Regions from separate parts of the Gossypium arboreum genome. Here region 1 is linked to region 2. Evidence: chromatin contacts called from public Hi-C data. All regions are on one chromosome and are shown on one strand. Each heading gives the region's core, a stretch centred on a gene start, on an enhancer-like site or on the middle of the called end of the contact. The rest is flanking DNA. Distances are from core to core; before and after follow the strand shown.

What was found. Hi-C and Micro-C count contacts between places; a contact is called where the count stands out from the background.
Region 1: a contact with region 2 is called in a Hi-C map of leaf, with 2.6 times the contacts expected there. The contact joins the promoter of LOC108464283 here to the enhancer-like site in region 2. A contact is called at or near these places in 2 of 5 Hi-C or Micro-C datasets (both in leaf).

The regions. Positions count from the first base shown.
Region 1 is chr13:114,136,304-114,140,922 of ASM2569848v2, reverse strand. It overlaps LOC108464283 (increased DNA methylation 1-like), which reads right to left and starts at 1,406. Exons shown (of 9, transcript XM_053024315.1): 1 at 163-1,406.
Region 2 is chr13:113,956,834-113,961,604 of ASM2569848v2, reverse strand. No RefSeq gene overlaps it. Among protein-coding and RNA genes, the nearest start is that of LOC128286394, 13 kb to the left of the region's middle. Within about 2 kb of position 1,359, at least 2 of the 2 cell types and tissues checked have an H3K27ac peak or open chromatin away from gene starts, as enhancers often do. A contact at or near this core is called in leaf, where this site is marked.

The sequences.
Region 1 (4,619 bases), core at 157-2,656, 180 kb before region 2:
ATATATAACCTGAACTAATTAAAAAACATAACCGGAAATGCAAACTGAAATGAAAATCCTTCCAGGACCCAGAAAAGCAAACAAGATTCAGATCAAAACCCAGAAATCCAATGCCAAACGCCCAAAATTTCAAAATTTTATCAAAAAAAAAATAGAGCTCACCTTTATAATGCATGTCCTGATCAACATGCAAAAGAAGAACAAACTTCAATTTAGGGTTGAAGAGCTGAAAAACTGAAATATATTCATCTAAAAAAACAAAAAGAAAAAAGAGAGAGAGAGAGAGAGAGAGAGAGAGAGAGAGAATCTTAATATATAGATATTAAAAAAAAAAAAAAACAAAACAGGCTTCCTTTTTGCATTTGGCTTCATCAGTTTAAAATATAAAGGAAGCCCCCAGTTTTAAAACTGAAGAGGCTTTGGAAAACCCGAATAGTGCTCCATAATGTAACAGATGGCAATGGCGGAAAAAAATAAAAATAAAAATAAGAAAATTCTTCCATGTAAGTTTATATGTCATGTCATTTGTACTTCTTCTCTCTTTCCACTTCGCTTTTGTAATTGCCTTATTATTATTGTATTTTTACTTACCATTTTAGATGTACAAATAAAAAACCGTTCCAATTAACCAAAATAAGGCTTGTATACATAAATAATCCTTTCAAATTAACTAAATAAGATTTATATTATATTATGCCAATAATATTTGCAGTGATACATTTCGATAAAAACAATAACGAAATCTATTCCCTTTGAACTAGCAAAATACAGTTTATATTTAAATTATACTATTGCATTTTTTTTCCTTCAAATTATTTCAATAACTTGAACAAACAAACTAGTATAATGTATGAAAATACAGTAACTTGGCATCCTATATTGAGCTATAAAATACCCTGAGAAGATAGACCCTGCAGTGGCTGAGTTCCCCATTTTGAGGTTGGAGACAAGAGCTGTGAAACATGCCACAAAAGAACTATTGGGCATAAAAAGAGCCATCCAAACCACCAAGGAGAACTAAAGAAACCCATCAATTAATGGAATCCCCAGACCTGGTAAAGCTAAGTAGGCAGTAAGTAGTAAGTACTGGTGAGGCGAAGTGAAGGCGGGCAACGAGCATCAAAGAAAAAAGGAAAAAAGATGATGGTAGTTTTAGCTAAGACATTTGAAAGCAGAACACCGCGATGAAACAGCTGGAGTCGAGAATCCAAAAACCAGGTTGGTGGATGGTCCAGAGGGGAAAACCAGGTTTTCATATTGTTATAACATTGAAGTTACCTAGGAACGGGCACACCAGAGCTGCTAGGTTTAGTGGTCCGAGAATGTTGAGATGGTATTAGAATAGAGTTTTAGCAATTAATTTTATATTGCGTAGTATTGAAAAAGGCTTTGTCCGAGTCTGAGCCGGAGCCCAATGTGACTTGATGAGTTTAGAATGAGATTGTAATTGATTTTACGGTATTTTTATTAGAATAACCGTGATACCCTTTAAACTTTTTTAATGGTGTGGGCTCTATCTTAGGGTGTGAGACCTTAGGACTACTTAACGAATAGCTATAACACGTATAATCTTTTTATGACAAATAATTTCTCATGTTTCTTGTAATAAAGAGCTATGGAGTATAACCCATATAATATTTTTCCCCACATAATAATTTCTTGAGTTTGGAGTTCGTGTTAGAAGAGGTCTAGAACGCAAAGAATAAGGATTATGGTTTGCTTAATCCACAAATTAGTACTTAAATTGTGCTCTTTTTTTCATCTTAATATTTAAATTTTATTTGTCACAAATGGTACTAAACTATTTTTTTTCCAAGTTGGTACTTTCGTTAATCAAATCATTAGTTAAACCATTAAGTCTATTTTAAAAAAACGCTTAACCCAAAAATTAATATCTAAACAATACTCTTTTCCCTAAGTTAGGCTTCTTTAGATGCTCCTTTAGCTCCGATAAGTTGAGATTCCCCAATCTCCAAACTCTAAACCCCAAACCCCAAACTTCAAATCCCAAATCACAAACCCCAAACTCCAAACGCACCACAATTGTCTGTTTGGATAATAATGTTTTGATTCAGTCGAGGCATTTCTATTGCCTTGCGACTGTGGTTTTCCATTGAGCTTTAAGATTCAATTAAGAAAAATACCTTCGGTGAGGATATTTTTTCCTATTTAATCCTCTTTACCAACATTAGTGTGAAAAAATAAAATAAAATAAAGAACACACAAATTTTTACGTGGAAACCCTTTAGGGAAAAAACCACTGGCAAAGGAGAAGAAAATTTACTATGTCAAATTTGAATTATTACAAGAAGAATAGATTATGTCTATTTATAGGCTTATAAAGCCATATTCTAATAGGAGTGTAGTAAGATTGAAACACCTTATTCTAATCAGTATAAAATAGACGGAGTTTAATAAGGTTTAAAAAACCTTATTCTAAAACAAAATAAAAGAAGTGTAGTTCTATATGGATTTTACTTTTATTTTATTTTACCATTGTATTTTATTTAAATAATGATCCGGGTCACTTAATTCTAACAATCTCTACCTTGACACGAATTCTCAATGAACAAGTTCTTCATCGCGAACTCTCAACGAACAAGTTCTCCACCTCTTCCATAAAACTCCTTAAGGGTTTAACTTCAACAATAAACACCAACCAAGTCTAAGCATGCTCAAACTTGGTTGTAGGCAGTGACTTAGTAATCATATCTAGAGGATTTTCATGAGTACTAATTTTGCTCACAACAATATCACCACGAGCAATTATATCACGAACAAAATGATACCGAACATCAATGTGTTTTGTTCTCTCAAGAAACATTTGATCTTTTTTAAGGAAGATTGCACTCTGACTGTCACAAAATACTGTACTGATTTGAAGGTCTTCATTGAGTTCACTAAAGAGTCCCTTCAATTAGATAGCTTCTTTACAAGCATCAGTAATTGCCATGTACTCAGCTTCAGTGGTAGACAAAGCGACTGTAGTTTGAAAAGTGGCTTTCCAACTGATTGCACAACCTCCGATTTTAAAGACATAACCTGTGAGAGATCTTCTTCTATCAAGGTCTCCAGCAAAATCAGCATCAACATACCCAATGACTCCATCTCTAGTTCTTCCAAACTGTAAGCAAACATCAGTAGTACCTCGTAAGTATCTTAAAATCCACTAAACTATTTTCCAGCATTCTTTATAGGGATTCGCCATGTATCTGCTAACTGCACTGACTGCATATGATAAATCTCGCGAACAAACCATAGCATACATGAGAGATCTCACTGCACTAGAGTATGGAACATGTGACATGTACTCAATCTCATTATCTGATTGTGGAGACAAAATCGATGAAATGTAAAATGGGCTGCTAAAAGAGTACTAACAAGCTTAGCACTCTGTATATTGAACCTACAAAGAACTTTTTCAATGTACCCCTTCTGACTTGGTACAATTTACTTGCTTTTCTATCTCTAAGAATCTCCATACCAAGTATCTTCTTTGCTGGTCCTAAATCTTTCATCTCAAATTCTTCACTTAGTTAGGCTTTGACCTTTCTTATTTCTCTTTTATCTTTTGCTGCTATCAACATGCCATCAACATAAAGAAGTAGATACACAAAAGAGCCATCACTGTTTTTCTTAAAGTAAACACAACTGCCAAAACTATTTCTTTTGAAATTATGAGAAGTCATAAAGGAATCAAACCTCTTGTATCACTGTCTTAGTGACTGTTTCAAACTGTAAAGGGATTTTTTCAGCAAGTAAACATAGTCCTATTTTTCTGAGACTGTAAAACCCTCTGGTTGTTGCATGTAAATATCCTCCCCAAGTTCTCCATGCAAACTGCAGTTTTTACATCTAACTGATCAAGCTCTAAATCATCCATGGCCACAATACCAAGCAAATTTCGAATCAAACTATGTTTAACAACTGGGGAGAACATACCTGTGAAGTTCACTCCAGGAATTTGACTGTAACCCTTTGCAACAAGCCTTGCTTTATATCTGGGTTCTTCAACTCTTAGAGTCCCTTCTTTCTTTTTAAACACCTATTTACAACGAACCTCTTTTTTACCTTTAGGAAGTTTCACAAAATCCCATGTTCTGTTTTGTAGAGTGATTCAATCTCCTCTTGTATAGCAAACATCTACTTTTCTAAGTCTTCACAGCTAACCGCCTCAGAATAATTAGATGGCTCTTAATTCGCATCTATGTCTTCAACCACATTTAAAGCATAAGCAACTAGATCATCCTCAGCATACTTCTTTGGAGGTTTTATTTCTCTTTTAGTTCTGTTTTTAGCGACAAAGTATTGTGGTGAAGAAGCAATTCTATTCTCAATTTTTGTACTGGCTTGAGGAGTCGACTTTGTATTAATCTAATGTTCCACTTGCTTTTGATTCTCTTTATTGGAAGAGTCTTTAATAGATAAGTTAGGCAGCATAACAGTTTCATCAAAAACAATATCTCTGCTAATCACAACTTTTTTATTTTCAGGGCACCATAACTTATACCCTTTTACACCAGCTTTATAACCAAGAAAAACACATTTAATGGATCTCGGTTCTAATTTTTCATTATCAACATGAGCATACGTAAGACACCCAAAAATCTTTAAATCAG
Region 2 (4,771 bases), core at 110-2,609:
TGATAAACTAATTTTGTTATTCATCATAAAGGTTTAGAAGGAATTTACCCAATCTAGTGTTGACATCGTGCATCATTTCTACTTTCTGCGTTCCCATGTCCTTCTTCATTTGTTTTGATGAAGATGCTTTGCTTGACTTGCTCTTGTAACAAATCCACCGTATTAGCCATTGACTCTGCCAGGAGAATTTTGGGGGACGAGACTTTAAAAGGGCTTCATTTATCCTGAATTATTTTTTTGAGTTTTTGCCCTTTTGTGTTGCCATTTGTTTTCCCCCCACTAGTGCTTACTACGGGTGAATTCTTTTTTTGCCCCATATTATTTTTGGATGGTAGTCATTCTTGCTGATTTCCCATATGATTATTTGGATCTTTGAACGCCACTATTGATTGTTTGGTTGAATCTAGGATTCCAACTGTAGGAGTTATCGCGACTTCTTTTATGCTTTCGATGTTGAAGTGAAGGTTAGGTTGAAATCCTAGTTTTGTTGGTAGCTGTGAATATTGAATTTCTCTCAAGATCTGATTTTCATTCTTTGCAGTATTTCCTTTATCTTCTGCAGCTTCTATTTCCAATTCTCCCTTTGATTGTTGTGTCTCTAACTGTGTTTCTTTCAAATTAATATTTTTTGATTCTGTTTCTATTTTTTTTATCCTGATTTGGTCTGCATTGCGCCTGGTAGATCGTTCTTTCTTGAATTAGAATCACTTCAGTCTCTTTTAAGAGAAGCATTAGGCCCAAACATTTTGGGCTGAGTTTGCTTATTGGATCTTGGACTAGCTGGAGACTGCTTATCAAGTCTTTGTCGGAGTTGGCCCGTGGGTGAGGGTCCATTTTTTGCCTTTATTGGGCATGCCACATTCCCAGCCTCTGTTTGGGTTTAACTGTTATCTATATCGGCCTATTCTCTTCTAAGCCCATTTCTTCATTTAGGGTTTCTAAGGGTTGAAACCAAATACTTTCTTATTTCTTCTCTTTGGCTACACCATTTTTGTTCTGATGTTCTTTTGACCATGGCCGGTTGTGTTTTTTTACAAGCATCCAAGGGTCGTAATCACCAGAGCTGTTTGTAGAATTGTTTTCACTTAACTCAAGTCTATTTTCCGGAACTGGTTCTTTATCCAAGAAATTTTCTTTTGATGGTTTTTGAGTAGTCACTGATTTTGGACACAAATCTTGTGTATGTCCATAGTGACCACAGGAAAACAAACCGTGGGAAGACCCTCATACTCAATTCTTTGTGGAACTCCATTGATTAAAAACTTTCGACGAAAGGGCCTTTCCAATATTAACGTAGACCGCCATTCTTGCGAATCTTCCCCGAACTCCATTATCAGTGTTGAAATTGCGACCCTTCCCACCATTCCCCCTAACTCCTAGAGTATTTTCTTTTTGTACATATGCCCAGGCAGTCCTGGTAATCGTATCCAGGCCATGACCATATTTAGGTATGGCTGTGAGAGATTAAATTCGATACTCCAGAGATGAACGGTTAGATATTCCCTATAAACTATCCAAGGCCCTTGACTTAAAACTCTTTCAAAGTCTTCGACGTTCTGAAATGTAGTCAAATAATAACCGTTTTCGATGTCCATTAATCGGAATGGTAGAATCAGTTTCCACAAAGAGTGTATCTTATTTTGTAGTGTTGTGTAACCAATGTTTTTTCCCAATAGCTTAATTACTATCGCAAGCTTCATAACTTTTATGAGTAACTGATTAACTCGATTGGAGAAATCTATTTCCGGTATGCCATTTACTGAGGAACTCACAATATCTTCTTCTAGCAGTTCTAAGTTGTCATCATCTTCATCTCTAATTATTGTTCCTGTTTTATCTTTGATTTGCGGGTCTGTACCCATGAGTCGATCTTTCCATGACCTAGGTTGTTTGCTGTCGAATTAGTTTCCATCACAACATATGTATCTTGATCTTGAACGTTGATCGCTCCTTCTTATGTTTGTCGCGTACCGCTCCGTCTATCGCCGATTCCCTCTTGCTCTACAGACTCCATCGGACTTCTAATATGATAACTTTAAAACATATGGTAACTCATTCTTAATATAAATATATATGGAATATAAATTAAATATTTTTTAAGAAATTAATATAAATTGTATGTGAAATTTAACTTAAATATATAAATCATATTTATAATTTATAGTTAAATATAAATACGAGGAAATTTAATAATTTCGCACACAAACTGTCTTTTAAGAACTCAAAAGCTAAAATTTTTAGCTTTTTTACTCAAAGCCAAATGCTAAAATTTTCAACTTTTCTGCTTTAATTTGGAAAGTTGATTTTGTTTGAAAAGCCTTTTGTTTAGTATTGCTTGTGACTTATTGGTTTAACTTTAAAAGTGATTTTGAAAAATAATGCTAAACACAACAAAAGTTTATGAGTTACTATTTGTGATATATGCATGAATGGATGAAATTTATTAAATTAAGTTCACTAAATTTACCAATTTCCAAATCTAAAAAGTCAGTTAACTTACAATGCATTTTTGGATGGGATATAAGCATTTATAGGTTGAGATGTCATTTGACTAATGATAGGGCTATCTCTTAGTTTCAAAATGCACTTTGAATCACCCAATTTCGAGCATGAGAGCTCAACCGATGATAGAACTATCTCTTATATTTGAAATGCGCTTTGAATCACCCAATTTCGTGCTCGGGAGCTCAAGTTATGGTTGTTTTAATAAATATTGTGTGAGCGTAACTTCTACATAAGATTATTATGGGAAATTTCAAATTTCAAATTTCAAATTTTATTACGAGTTTAAATCATATTGGGTTCGATTTTAAGGCTTAATTTTGATTATGTTTGAGTCTAATATTGTATTTATGAAGTATTATTTTTGTTAATTATTTATTCAGAATTTTAGGATATTTTTAGTATTTTTAATTGTTTTCTTAGTCAATAAGAAAGTTTAATTCCACTAGAATTACTATTTGTTTAGATTAATTAAAGTTTCATTATACTAAGGAGTTATATTTTGATGTAATTAGCTAGCCTATATAAATACATCTTCATTATTCATTAGGGGTACTATTCATTATTTTGATTTAATACAACTTTTTGTCAATACAACTCTTTGTGTTTTCTCTTTTGCAAGATATCTCTCTTGTTTATTTTAGAAGTTATTTTCTTCTTCGTTTCTTTTTGAAGTTGCGGGAGGCTCTTCACATTTCCATTTGCTAGGGTTTGGTCTTAGAGGGTAAATTAGAACCATTTGTGAAGTTTGTTGAAGATTATTCTTCAAAAGATTTCATAAGGCATCTCCTTTTCGTCTTCTTCCCTTCAATCTTTTTCTATCTTGATTATGTCCATTAGAAACTTTTTCTAATGTTTCATCTTCTTGTTTGATTTTAGGTTTTAAGATTCAAGTATTTCTTTTCAAGAAATGTGTTTTAAATTTCAAGAAATCGATGTCTCTCAAACCATTTAAAGTTTTCTATTCTGTTTGGTTTGATTTATTCTTTTTATTTACTTGTTTGTTTTCTTTCAGTTAAAGAAAATCGCCAAAAAGATTCAATTTTGGGTTGTTTCACATTTAAATTCATTGCGATCTTGGTTAATCCATTATTGTTCTATCTTTTACTTTACACAGCCGCTACCAATTTGGCATTGTTATTACTTGGTGTTCTTGTGTGTTTCAAGTTGTTTTTTTCACGAAATTCGGGTTCGTTCTTGTTTGATTTAGTTTCCTCTTATCCAAAGAAACTTAAATCCAATTCTATCCGCTATGCTCTTACTGTTCTTATCATCTTGGAATTGAGTTATCTACTTTTACTTGAGCAAAGTGTCATGGAGCTAGAACTTTAGTCTCGTAATTTGTGCGGTCTTAGGTGATTTCTTGGATTTAAATCCACATAAGTCAGCCTAACTCTCACAATGTGAGAATTCTTCATAGAAATTCTCTAAAGCACCGAAAATAAATCAGAAGCAACTTAAAGACAAAAGAGAAATAAAAGAACAAAAAAGCCACAAGAAAGCAAAAACACGTCAAGTGTCTGAGTAAATACTCTCAATAGTATTCAATTACTATGAAAGATTATAACTGAGTTTCAATGGAATGACTACAAATGAAAGGGAAGGTCTCTATTTATAGTTGAACTCTTCTAGATCGAACGATATAGTTTTCTTTATACCGACAGTCAAGGTTAAAGCATATCTGATACATACACGGATGTGGTGAAATTTATTAAATTCCATTCATCGAAGCTGTCAATTTTCAAGTTAGAAAAATCAAATAACTTATGACAGCTTTTTGGATGGGTTCAAGCATTTTTGGGTTGATATTTCTTCATAGAATTCAAAGAGCCACCTCTTAGATTCACAATGCACTTTGAATCACTTGACTTTGAATTTGGGAGCTTAATTTATGACCGTTATAGTGAAGACTGTGTGAGCAAAATTTCTGGACGAGATTATTATGAAAATTACTAGTTTCAAACTTTTAATTTGAGTTTAAATCATATTGGGTTCGACTTTTAGGCTTAATTTTTATTATATATGAGACCAATATTATATTTATTAGGTTTTATTGTTTATTTATTTCAAATTTTGGATATATTTTAAGTATTTTAAGTTATTTAGGAGTTTTATGTTTCTTAGTCAAACAAAAGTTTAGTTTAAAACTACTTCTTGTTTAGATTAATTAGAGTTCCATTATATTTGAGAGTTTTATTTAGATGTAATTAGAAAGCCTATATAAAGGCCTCTTCATTTTTCATTAGATGCACAATTTTTTTCCATTAAT